Linked DNA regions of Danio rerio: region 2 is linked to region 1. A link is a contact called in public HiChIP or PLAC-seq data. All regions are on one chromosome and are shown on one strand. Each heading gives the region's core, a stretch centred on a gene start, on an enhancer-like site or on the middle of the called end of the contact. The rest is flanking DNA. Distances are from core to core; before and after follow the strand shown. Region 1 holds the start of nsun4 (NOP2/Sun RNA methyltransferase 4). Region 2 holds the start of gng12a (guanine nucleotide binding protein (G protein), gamma 12a).

Evidence for each region. HiChIP or PLAC-seq counts read pairs in DNA pulled down with a chosen protein or histone mark.
Region 2: an H3K4me3 HiChIP or PLAC-seq map of embryo shows a contact between it and region 1, with 4 times the contacts expected there. The contact joins the promoter of gng12a here to the promoter of nsun4 in region 1. A contact is called at or near these places in 1 of 18 Hi-C or Micro-C datasets (an unstated tissue) and 2 of 4 datasets of contacts at active chromatin or transcription factors (caudal fin and embryo).

The regions. Positions count from the first base shown.
Region 1 is chr2:10,511,291-10,515,368 of GRCz12tu, forward strand. nsun4 (NOP2/Sun RNA methyltransferase 4) reads left to right here and starts at 2,422. Exons shown (of 6, transcript NM_001008649.1): 1 at 2,422-2,528; 2 at 2,608-2,978. The coding sequence starts at 2,713.
Region 2 is chr2:10,760,081-10,763,985 of GRCz12tu, forward strand. It overlaps gng12a (guanine nucleotide binding protein (G protein), gamma 12a), which reads right to left and starts at 1,914. Exons shown (of 3, transcript NM_213312.2): 1 at 1,687-1,914.

The DNA.
Region 1 (4,078 bases), core at 1,172-3,671:
AATCCTGCTTGTTTTACAGCAAAGTACTGTTTCCTGTTATTACAGCAAAACATTGGCTATTTTACAGTTATTTACTGCATAGTAAGGGTTAACAGTGTAGTGTGCATACAGAACTGTAAAAAATTGCTCAAGTTAATAATAATATTGGAGTTTGTGTTATTATCATCAACATAAAAGGGGTAAAGGGGCAAGCGTGAAAAGTCATAAAATATGTCCTGTCACAGTTTAAGCACAATGCATAGCAGCAAAGCCAAAAACTGAACGTGAACAACAACACATAAGGCAGCTTTTGTGCTGTTGTGTTAAAGGTAAACGTTAGCCTCACTAATTCACTTACTAATTTCAGGCAAAAATATGTTTTCTAGATTCATAGAAGTTACCTGAGAGTGATGCACGCGACTCACCTTGAACTTTTTACCTCTTCTCGGCTCCAGACTGTTGTTGTCTTTTCCCGGGCATAGAGCTGCATCTTGCATCAATTATAATTATATTCAGCTAGCAGCAGCAAAGATAAGTGGATTGGGCCGCGCCACGCACACGCAGCTATGCGCATATGGAAAAAATTACTTCACATGTTTGTTTTTGCGTCCGTCATAATTATTTTTTTTATGTATAAAACAACATATTTATTTACACTCAGTTTATGTTAATATTAGTAAATAAATGTTTTTTTTATTTTTTGAGCAACCGAGATGATGCCCCCCTCCGAAGTTGAGGCCCTACGCAGCCTGCGTATACTGCATATAGGGAGCGGTGGTACTGGTCAGGATAGAGGGAAAGATGAATGCAGCCATGTACAGAGACATCCTGAATGAAAACCTGCTTTCTTGACCTCAGACTGGGGTGACGGTTCATCTTCCAGTAGGACAATGACCCAAAGCACACCCCCAAAATATCAATAGAGGGGCTTCATAACAACTTGGGGAATGTCCTTGAGTGGCCCAGCCAGAGCTCAGACATAAATCCTATTAAACATCTCCCGACTCTGGAGAGATCTGAAAATGGCTGTACAGCATCGCAGCCCATCCAACCTAGAGCTTGAGAGGTACTGTAAAGAGGAATAGCCCAAAAATTCCCAAAGACAGGTGTGACAAGCTTGTGGCATCATATTCAAAAAGACTTGAGGCTGTAATTGCTGCCAAAGGTGCATCAACAAAGTGTTGAGCAAAGGCTGTGAATACTGATGTACATGTGATTTTTCAGGTTTTTTATTTGTAATAAATTTGTAACAATTTCAAAAGATCTTTTTTTCACATTGTCATTATGGGGTATTGTGTGTAGAATTTTGAGTAAATAAATAGATTTAATTCATTTTGGACTAAGGCTGTAACATAAACAAATGTGGAAAAAGTGAAACGCTATGAATACTTTCCGAATGCACTGTAAGTAGGCTATGGTTTGGGTGATGTGAACCATGTTTGTTTTCAACCTTTTACAATATTTATGTATAATAAATATATTTTTTATGTATTTATTTAGTGTAGTATTTTTTTTTATTTAACCTCTAAATACAAAACAACATTTCTTTATTTTTAAAACATTTTCAGACTATTGTTCTATTAATAATGAATGGGTGGATTTTTTTTGTACTCAGGGCATAAAAATAAACTGATTGTTGTACCCATTCGTCATTATATTACTCATTATATTACTCAAGTAAATGTTATAATTTTTGTCAGAACATTTTGATGTTTGGTTAGCCAAAACAGCTAAGATGAGCTTATTTCTCCTACTTGTCTGACATTTATTTATTTATCTATTTATTATTTATGTATTTGGACGTTCTTTAATTAGCAATAGTTAAATACGTGATTTAGATTTTCCAACAGTTTGGTTAGGTTAAGAGTAGAAATAGACACTTGCCTTAATGAATGGAGTTGATATTATTATTAAATAATGCATAATAAATTAAATGTTATTTTGCATCTTTTTAATGTCTGCCTGTATGGGTCAAATTGACATAAAATGTAGCAAATTATTGAAACTTTGTATGCATGTTCTTGACCCTAAATGAAAAAAGTAACAAAATACCAGACAGGCAGAACTGAACGGTAGCTACACATTAGTTACGCCTATTAAATGTTCATATTCAATCAGCAATACTTTCACTATACAATACAATACAATACTTTTGCCTACTTTTACAAATGCACTTTAAACTACAGCAAATACATAAGGTTATGATTTAACGTTAGTACAATTGAAAAAAGCATATAGAACAGAAATCACAAAGAAGAGCTAACAAGTGAAACCGTTAACAAACTTAATTTAACATGAAAAATGACGTTTGGTCATGTAATTAGTTAAATGATTCATTACATGAATTTATAAGATCATGTTTTGATTTTGACTCCATTGTAATGTTTAAATAGTACAAATCTTTATAGTGGAACCAATGAGAAAAAACGACGGACGGTATTTGATGATACACAGACATGGCAGCGTACGTGTGCACGAGATTTTGTATAAACAAATTTAAAGACTCAGTTAGATTTATTCCGCGACGGTATCGAGTTAAAACAAAATGGGTAAGTAATAAGGTCACATGTATTAGTATTATAATCAAAATAACGTGAAATGTTCATATCGTCTCCTGTGTTCCAATAGGCAGCAACGAGGCCCAAGTTTCCAGCCACTGAACTTGCTCTGCACAGCTTTGACAAAACATATAGTGTACAGTTCGGGGACTTGTGGCCCTCTATTCGTGTTGCCATGCTTTGTGAACAAAAATATGGAGCGCTAATAAACAGCTTCTCTTCAGCATCTGGGGAAATCACAGATTTAGAAGCTGAAGGGTGTAGAGACTTCATAACTATTGACTGTTCTAGAAATGAGGTCCATAAGTCCTCACAGGACCCCACAACCCCTCACAACGATTCGACAGATGTGGAATCAGCTCCTCTTCAAACCAGTATAACTCCTGATATTAAATGTCTTGTTTTCCCCCGAGGAGACATATCTAGATTTAAGCCAGCAAGGTGAGGATTACAAAACGAATTTCTCCTTTCTTCTCTTTAAATGTTTATGTTTAGTGAGTTAAGAAGAGAAATCATAATTGTTGTGTCTTCTTCACCAATTAAAACGTTATATTTGACCCGTAGCCAGAGGGGTTCGCGTGGTTCCAAAGACCCACCCCCCTTCTGACAAAGTCCAGAATTTGAGCTCATTTGTCCAAGTTTTGACTGTATGCCATCATGACTTGTAAAAATAACCAATAGAAGAAGGCTTTAAGAAGAATAACCAATAAAGTAATCATTAAAAGAGGGCTTTTATTATTTAAACGGACAAATTTTGACTGAGGACATGAGCTGGCCAGTTTGTTATTCCCCTATAGGCTACAATTTCCAGTTTCAATGCGCATTTGTAAATAACCATAATTTTTTGTAAATAAAAATATTATGATAGCTCCTTGACAAAAATGTAGGAAGAATTTTGTTGCATCAAAAAGTGTGGTAATAACAATCTGACAAGCTAATTCAGCACAAACTATTGCTTAAAATATCTCTAAAATGCAGTATTTGAACCTTGAGTAACTGCAAATGGGTCCACTTTTTGAGAAAAAAGAACCACCATATTTTAATTAGCTGGCAACAGGCCTGTATATACATAGGAGAGAAAGCATTTGAAGGGGTTAAATGTTTTAGATAACATGATGATTAAATCTAAAAATATGTGTGAGATAAAAACGTACCTACTAAAATATGAAATATGTTTTTTATTTTTTAAAATATGATACAATCAACTTCTTGCTGACAAATAAGTAAAATCAAGTGATCCGAAGGATAGCGTAAATAAAATAAAAGTAAATAAATAAAAGTAAAATTATTAGGGGTCCTCTCTGTAAATTTTTTTAAAAATTTATAATATGATCAAATAATTTGTTGGTATCTGATATGCGGTTTTGATATGTGAGATATGAGATATTATTTTGGTTCTAAAAAAATAAATATGTATGTTTATATTTGTTTGTTTTGTTTTTTGTCTGTCTCCTGTAAATGTTGATGTTTGATAGTCAAAATGTATGATGGTCTTTTTCTTTTCTTTTTTAATATTGTAATGTACAAAGAACAAAAATGAA
Region 2 (3,905 bases), core at 664-3,163, 250 kb after region 1:
TGCTTTACTTCAGTAGTCAGTAGTCAAAAACTTGAAATAAAATGCATCACATCGCAACCTCCTGAATCGTAATGAAATCAGTTTGTGAGGTGTCAAGAGATTCACAACCCTAACATTCAGTGATGTTGAAAACGATGTATTGTGCAGGCCTATATTGTACTGTAACGGTATAACTGGAATCCAAATAAATACTGATGATTCATGCGCAAAGACACAAAAGGTCTATGTACGCATAAACTGTTGCACATTGTTCAAATAATATTTCTTGAGTTGGAGCAGCAGTGTGGTCAGTTGAGGTTTGGTTTGGGCAGAAAAATGTTTCCAGTCACATCCTCTGACTAACACCCTGAACACAAACAGAAATCAGATTTGAACAGTACTGTGGTCAATCACTGCATCACTACAGCAGCCGTCACTGTTACATACTGTAGGTAAGCAAAAAAATGATGTGTTTTTTTTAAATATTCTCCTGATAGCACATCCAAAATTTATATTTTATATTAAGTTTTATCTAGAATGTTAACCTAGATTTTATGTTGGGAACAGTGATGTTTGATGGTTTACAAGTTGAGCGAAAAGTCATTTTTGACTGGAAAGCTATAGTAAAAATTAATTAAACTCTGGTTTCTCCGTCACAAACACATCATGCATGTCTAGAAGAATTAGAATACAACACTCAAGTCATTTGGTCTGCTTTTATATCTTTCTTTGTCCATTTTGATGGAGCTTGCTAGACAACATGGTGGGGAGGAAAAAAATAAAGAATTTGCTTTTGGTAAAGAAACCTAATCTGATTTAAACCATACAAGTTACGTATAGGAGTTCACTGACATCCTCAGGGCCAAGTGTCAGCTTTCAAACTCGATCAGGCTAGATTCAATGCACTGTCCTCCCTATGAAGACACAATTGGTGTGGTCCCTGAGCAGGTAACACTTTTCTATCCCCAAAAACAAACTTGAGAGGTCAAACCTTAAATAGAGTTCAATGAAAAAGCTAAATGAAAAGCATCCTCACTGAGCCCAAATCTGTGGGTCATTAACAGTGTAGTCATGTATGCAGACCATATTCAGAGGGGATTTACAAGGGGGTTTAAAACATACAAATCCGAACTTTTAAAATCACAGCCCAGAACCTTAAATCTTAAAATTCATGTCTAGAACCTTCTGTATGTGTCATTGACTGCATAGAAGGAAATTCATCTGTCAGGTCTGTACTTGTAGTAGTATCTGAGGTGGTCTCACACAAGCTGGAAAATATTTTAAATGATTTCTTGTTCTTTACAGTCGCATTTTTATTAAACAATTGTACCAGAGTCATTTTGGCCTACTAACTTATAACAGTGACTCAAATTCAGGAATTTCCCTCGCATACCAAAGGGTGGACACTGGGAATTCATTTTAACTTTAACGTTTTCTAAAGTTTGATTTACACACACATACACTGTGATTTACAGTTTAACATTTCACAATGAATATGACTCGTGCTATCGTTAGTTTTGCGAAGTTCACAACTTTAAGTTCTCTCCCATAAAGGATTAACAGACGACAACTTTCTAGCTTACTTCGACAAAGAAATGCAGATAGTCAACAAAATTAAGCAGTGGAGTTCATACATTTTGTGATACTTGTGAAAAACATGCACACTAAAGCCGTAAAACTTAACCGCCGTCGACAGCTTACTCTTACCTTTAAAAAAAAATCTCCCAAGAGTGATCTCCTGATAAATCAGTGAAGAAACGGAAAACACGCCCCCGAGTTACTTTCACGTCAAGCTCAAAATGTCCGTTTGTATAATTTCCTCGGGAAATGATCTTAATATTTTATGGAAGTTAATTGAATTCTTTATCACTATTGTAGTGTATTCTTGTTACTTTGTGAATGACACCGTTTGTAGCACTTCCACCTACGCTGACCAATCACAGTCGGCGCAAGACCTGACGTCACCGTCGACCTTTTGAAGCCATCGAGCTGTGGAGAGAGACGCCGCTGATTGTTTTCTGCCTCTTTTCTCCCAAATTCTCTTCAATTCAGGCGCCCTCTTTCTGTGATCCTTGGAACAGTTGCTCCCTTGCCTTGACAAAAAGGAATGTTGCTGTATTGGCCAGGAATTTGTCTTTTTGTGATGTTGGCTTTGTCTTTACAGCATTTATGTGCTAGACTGACTCTGACAAGGTTTGAAGATGCGTACATAGTGACCTCAAATACATTCCTTTTATTAAGACAAAATGATTTAACGTTAAAGTTATCATGAAAACATCATATTTCATTTTTTGTGCTTTTATATTTACCATTTAGACCATACACTGCAAAAAACAAAATTATTTTCTTTTCTTTTTTTGTCAAGTCCAAATATCTTTTGTAGAAGCTTTTTTGTAGACAGGTTAAAATGTTGTTTACAAAAAATAATAGATCAAAATGAAGAAGATTTACCTTAAAACAAGCTAAATAACCTGCTAGTAGACAAAAATCTGCTAGTTGAAAACATGATTATTTTACTTACCCCATGGCAGATAATTTTGCTTTATTTTATTTTACCTTACTAGAGTTTTTAATAAGAAAAATTTTACATTCATTTACTTATTTTTAGATATTTTATTAGAAACAAGACAAAAACTCTAAGAATTTTTTTTTGCAGTTTAATAGCTCTGTTACTAAACAGAGCCATTAATAATTAAAAACTGTAGAAGTTGCATTTTTAAAAAAACTTATTTTTATATCATCAAAAAATATACAAATGCAACAGTTTGTGTGATAATATTGTAAATACTTTTAGAAATGTATTTGACATTGTTCACTTACACAGGTAAACATAGGTAAATACATATGAACACATAGAACAGATTAGGTTTACCATAAAATATATATATATATATATATATATTTTTTTTTTTTTAACTTTGTATTAACAGACGAACAAACAGACAGACAAACAGACAGACAGACAGACACTCTTCTCCTAGGGGCAAATACTGACCTGACCAAAACAAAACTTACTCACATAATACCCATTACTGTATGTTAGATTTACAGTTTTATATTTTCAGTCTAGCTCTATTATTGTATCATTAGAGCTCTTGTCCGCACCTGCTCAAAGAACATAGCAGGAGATTGTTGAGGCTGAGATAAGCTGAAAGGCTGCTGTGTTGGAGAGATGGGCAGCAGGAAGAGTAGAGCAGCATACTAAGCAATGTTATAGTGTTGGCAGGCACATTTCATTCTAAAATTTGACCACATTTTGGCACCCACTATGTGAACATGCACACACACAAAACAAATTAGGGTCTTTATCAGAAAATTCAGCAATGAACCCACTGTAAATGAATGACAAACTGATTTACTTTAAAGAATATAGTAGAATCATTTCATTGAATTTTTTCTTCCCATTATCACAGCACTATTAAATATTTGCACATTTAAAAATGCACATATTCATTTCAGTTCGTTGCACTAATTCATGTTGAATTGTACATATCCACTGCTCATACACATTTGTAATTATGTTCATATCTACCTGCACACCTCTGATTATTAATAGCAGCCTGTACATATATTCTTCTATTGTAAAACTCTGTTCATAGATAATAAAACCTGTATATAATGTTCACAGTCCATCCTTCTGTTATAACTTATACCTTTATCCTGCACTTGCTGCTATTGCACTCCTGGTTAGACCTAAACTGCATTTCATTGCCTTGTACATGTGTAATGACAATAAAATATATTGAATCTAACTGAATTTAATTCTTTTTAATCTTGAGTAAAATTTTAGTCAATTAAAGTAATCTAAAGATACTAACTTCAAATTTAAACCAGAACTTAATTATGACTGATTTATGCATACATTATACATCAAGTCAAATTTGAAATTCTGTGCATTGTTCATAACAATAAATTTAAACAACAGT